Linked DNA regions of Danio rerio: region 1 is linked to region 2. A link is a contact called in public HiChIP or PLAC-seq data. All regions are on one chromosome and are shown on one strand. The core of a region is the stretch at or near the end of the contact, and the rest is flanking DNA. Distances in the headings are between cores, read along the strand shown. Region 1 holds the start of slc18a3a (solute carrier family 18 member 3a). Region 2 holds the start of parga (poly (ADP-ribose) glycohydrolase a).

The links. HiChIP or PLAC-seq counts read pairs in DNA pulled down with a chosen protein or histone mark.
Region 1: an H3K4me3 HiChIP or PLAC-seq map of gastrula embryo shows a contact between it and region 2, with 5 times the contacts expected there. The contact joins the promoter of slc18a3a here to the promoter of parga in region 2. A contact is called at or near these places in 3 of 18 Hi-C or Micro-C datasets (caudal fin, embryo and an unstated tissue) and 2 of 4 datasets of contacts at active chromatin or transcription factors (embryo and gastrula embryo).

What each region holds. Positions count from the first base shown.
Region 1 is chr13:32,811,747-32,814,446 of GRCz12tu, reverse strand. slc18a3a (solute carrier family 18 member 3a) reads left to right here and starts at 1,280. Exons shown (of 1, transcript NM_001077550.1): 1 at 1,280-2,700. The coding sequence starts at 1,595.
Region 2 is chr13:32,679,280-32,681,979 of GRCz12tu, reverse strand. parga (poly (ADP-ribose) glycohydrolase a) reads right to left here and starts at 1,422. Exons shown (of 18, transcript XM_682449.7): 1 at 1,258-1,422; 2 at 47-110. The coding sequence starts at 75.

The DNA.
Region 1 (2,700 bases), core at 31-2,530, 130 kb before region 2:
TTAAAAATGACAAAGCTTATTCCTGTCACTGCTACCTTGAATGCTTGAAGACAAATCTCCCGTTTACGGCCGATCAATCTCTGCTTTAAAGGATTTGGAGCTGTCCAGCGCGCGGTGGTGCTGAAATTCAATAAGCGCCACTGATTACCACACCATGGTTTTAACACAATAAATATAACATTAAGTGAAGCAAATTATTGCTACTCTATAAATAAAATGCTAATTATAATATATACTAAAATATATGCTATCCTGTAATGATATTTAAGATGTTGCACATTAAAAAAACGCATTTTAAAAATGCGTTTATACACAACTAAATGGATAGTTCACCCAAAAAGGAACATTTACTCACCCTCAAATGGTTCTAAACTTTATAAAAGTTTCTTTATTCTGCTAGATACTAAAAGGTTATTTTGGATAAAAAAAAAGCTGAAACCTGTAACCACAGACTTCTTTAGTAGGAAAAACAATAATGAATGTCAATGGTTACAGGCTTTCAGCTTTTTTAAAGTATGAAGGTTTTTAAAGTGAAGAGAGGGGCAATGATGAAAGAAAATGTCATTTTTGGGTGAAGTATCCCTTAAAGTATGTAATCTTAATCATAAAAAGCATTTGATAAGACACTAAACTCGTTAATACTTGCGCGGCTTAGTTACTACAATTTAGTTCAAATAAGCACTTATAAAGGTAGATCACGCTGTATGTGGGACACTTTTCTTTTTCTTTTTCTTCCCCCTTTGCTTTCCAACTGAAATCTAAATCATTGTGAAAACACAATCGGAGAATAATACAGCTAACCTATCTGTAAAAATAGTTTTTAGCATAACTGTCCAAAGTGTTTCTTAAAACAAATGATCGCGTATGGCGTTTCAAAACAAACAACGGCAATCAATAAGTTCTCATTCAGCCGGTGAGGTCTTACTGAGCACCACTTGCAGACACCTTCCTCACAGTCAGCATATCTGTCGAGCTCAATGACTTAAGGTTTGTGGTCCTAAGCAGTTACAGAAGCTCGCTCAATATCTGAAAGTTATAAAGCAAGGCTTGGCGTTACTGGGTAGGAGCTTGACGTGTTAAATGAGCATAAAAGACCCAGCTGGTTGGGGGAACCACTTGAGGGGCCAGCAAACAGTGCATCACATCCTTGGGAAAAAAGAGAGGAGTGATTCCAATGGAATCAACATGTAAGCGCATCTGCATTGGGTGGCATCAATAAGAAGACGGCTGAGGGGAAATGATGACACTGCGCTACAGGTGAATTCATCCATTGACGCTCATTCAGGCTCCGCGCGTCCAGCCACAATGACAGCGTGAAGAAGGAGGGAAAGCGAGAAGGCTATTTTTTGACCTGACTGTGAGTTTTTGACCCGAATACGATGAAACAACACTGCGTGGCAGCAGTCGCGAGAGAGGAAATGCACGCGCAAAGAAGGACTGCAAGGTAAAGCAGGAAAAGTTGCTCTGCGCGCCGAGGCTTCACTATTCAGTGAGTGCTGGGCAACCCGGTGCGCGCAGACTTTCTCGGGGAGAGAAGCACAGCGTAGAAGCGAGTTAAGAGCATTTTTCCTGAAGCGACCAAAGTGTGTGGATCATGGCTACGGAGGAATCAGGTGGCTTGGCGCAAACCGCCGCCGTTAAACTTTCGGAGATGGGGGAAAGAACTAAACAGTTAGGAAATGCGATCCAGGACCCCGAGCGACAAAGAAGGATTATTCTAGTCATTGTGTGCGTGGCACTTCTGCTAGACAATATGCTTTACATGGTCATCGTGCCAATTGTGCCCGACTACTTAGCGCACTTAGAGAGCGAATCGGAGCAGGCGCATGTAAAAGGTAATTCCTCAATTAACATCACGCAAAACGAGAACTTTGACCTGCAGATCGGCGTGCTTTTCGCTTCAAAAGCCATTTTGCAGCTCCTTGTCAATCCTTTGACTGGAACTTTCATAGACCGAGTCGGCTACGACATCCCACTTTTAATTGGACTCAGTATCATGTTCGTCTCAACGTGCATTTTTGCCTTCGCCGAGAACTACGCGACCCTGTTCATGGCGCGCAGTCTGCAAGGGCTCGGCTCGGCGTTCGCAGACACTTCAGGAATTGCCATGATCGCGGACAAGTACGCGGAGGAGTCGGAGAGGAGTCGCGCGCTGGGCATTGCCCTCGCCTTCATCTCCTTCGGAAGCCTGGCGGCTCCCCCGTTTGGAGGGGTACTGTATGAGTTCGCGGGCAAACGCTTCCCGTTCATTGCGCTCGCATGTGTGTGTTTGGCAGACGGTATACTATGCCTGACTGTGCTCAAGCCCTTTTCCAGTAGGACTAGAGAGAACATGCCGGTCGGCACCCCAATTTACAAACTAATGATCGACCCGTACATAGCGGTCGTGGCAGGAGCTTTGACCACATGTAACATTCCCCTTGCTTTTCTGGAGCCCACCATCGCAAACTGGATGGAAGAGACCATGAATGCATCCCAATGGCAGATCGGGATCACCTGGCTGCCAGCCTTCTTCCCTCACATATTAGGCGTTTATCTCACTGTCAAGCTGGCAGCAAAGTATCCACACTTGCAGTGGTTTTATGGTGCACTTGGCATGGTCATCATTGGTGCCAGCTCGTGCATTGTGCCGGCTTGCAAAAACTTTGAGCAGCTGATAATCCCCCTGTGTGGCGTTTGCTTCGGCATTGCACTGGTAGA
Region 2 (2,700 bases), core at 173-2,672:
CCTACTTTTTTACCCATTAAAAAAAAAGGAAATATGATAAATTTACCTCTTAGGTTCTGTATTACATGAATCCATATTCACCGTAAATACACTGTCTGCCAGACTGCTTGCTGTGAAAAACAAAAGTGAAACTTAGAAATGAAACTTAAAAGTGAAAAATAAAAGTTAGTTACTCATTTCTGCAGGAAAAGAAATCTACAACTAATATCTTCTAGAAACGAAAGGATTGTTACAAAACAAGAATTCTGACATTCCAAAGTTATTTTCTACAACAATAAAAAGAGAAGCAATCGGGGTAAAGTTGGTTTTATATTTGCACATTCAGACTTTCTCCTTAATAGTGTTGTTTTTGAAAAGTATACCTTGCACAGTAAAATCATATTCGCAGCCAAAGACTATCAAAGAACAACATTGATGTTCACAATCAATTAAATAGTGCTAATGTTTTAAAGTCGTATTTAACAAATATTCAAAGTACCATGGTAAACGATATAGGAAGCAAATTCCATAACTTTACATACCCTTAAAAGCATGATCATTGCATATGACACTGGAATGTTTTATATCAAGACATGCATATTTAAAATTGGGGTAAAGTTGGTTTTATATTCGCACATTGGTTCATTTTTTAACAGTGGCAATTTGTTACTTTGAATATTCGATCTGAAATGACATGCAAGTATGACAACATTAACCGTGAACAATATTGATCTTTTGAAAACCAATGATTGCTAATATGACTTTAATCGAATTGAATTTGCTAAGAATACTTTTCTGAAATAAACTTAGAAGGTGAACCTCAATGTATTTGAAAAAGGTATACAGTCAGTTGATTTATTCTGTTGTTGTGAAAGGCTAAGCTAGCTAACTGATAACAAAAGCCAAGTCAGTGTTTGGATGATTTCCAGATTAATATAACGTTATACATTTTAGATTAAAAAATAAATTCAGAATATTATATGTCAGACCTTTCCGATTAACATATTTGTTTCAAGATATCATAACAATCATAACCAAATTAAAAATCATAACAGCTGATGTTAACGTTAAACTACAAATCTCCAGACTGTAGCTGAATTTCACACTCAAAAAAAAAAAAAAAAATCGCGTACATTTTTAAAACATTAAAAGTGACCGCCATTATTATTGCTAGAAAATCAGAAATACTGCTTCAAGACTTCAGGCCGATATTAGTCTACCAGTCAGGCTGCTTTACTGTCAGTCTGCTCGCTTTGATCACGAATCAAACAATCATACTTGCACTCCTGTTCTGCTTTGTCTTCGTGTCGTTGTGCAGCTCACACACATATTCGAGCTCTTTTCCAGCAGACGGGAAAACGGCGCCGACTTATGCAAAGATGTGTCGTATTTATCACACCATCAAAACAGAAAGAAGAACACACACTAAAAATTAAACACACTGAAAGGAGTGCAGAGAAAGGCATCAGTTCCGGGTCGTAGAGCTACTGCTGATTGGATAGTTTCTGGTCACGTGAAAGCTTTAATTTTTTTTGGTGATTTTTTTTGACGTTTTGGTTTAACACTTAACGTTACCTCTTTTCTCGCTGTATAATTGTAATTAATCTGAGCTATTACACACACACACACACACACACATATATATATATATATATATATATATATATATATATATATATATATATATATATATATATATATATATATATATATATATATATATTATATACTTGACTTTACTTTTTTTCTCACCGCCACACTGGTCATTTTCACAAGACAATTTTTTTTTGTTGGAAACTGTATTTTATATACTCAAATTTGACTTTTGCATGCTAAAAGTACTTGAGTAAGAGACGTTTTACTTAATTTGAGTCATTAAAAACCTACAATAGGTTGATATAAAACCAAAACAATACCCTTTCTTGTCTTAGGACCTTTTATTAAGCAAATTTTTGAATAACAGTAAGTTTATGACATGTTAAATATATAGGAAATCTGCTAGTTTTAAACATACAGAATAATAATAAATACAGTTATGTAACAACTATAGGCTAACATTACCGTTATATCTTAGGACATATTTGATTAACTTTTTATTACCTACACCAAATGTTGACTAATGAAGGTACATTTATAACAACTATTTATTTGATAGACTACTGTATTGTCAAACCATGTTGCATACAAATGCATTCAACAGACTTATATGACTTATTGCTGTAGAAGACAAATAAAACAAAAAGAAACAAAGTTTATTTATTTATTTATTTATTTATTTATTTGTCATTCTAAGCTCTTTGGTTTTGCCTCTTGGTCATGTGCACGAGAAAACCGGGCGCCAGGCCATGCCAGTGTTCACTGGATGTTGCTCGGCGGCACATTTCGAGCAACAAACACATAATGTTCTTCGCGATATTGCGTTTAAGTACACAAACCGCAAGGAACTACAGCACAGATGGGCCCGAGTGAAGCTTCACGAAGCGGACTTCGTGAGATTGGCGTGGCTCCACTCGTATCGTCGGTACTGAACTCACCTTGGTCAAGTACAAACAGCAACACCGAGCGAACTGACAACGCTGAGAGAACCGACAACCTTTATAGGAATGCAGATGCAAATTTTTACAAGACACGTCACTGATGTCTCGTTGTCATGGTGAGCGCTGAAGAGGGCTCACCTCATTGGAGCAGACAGACTCGGGAATTTGCGTCACGGCGAGCTGC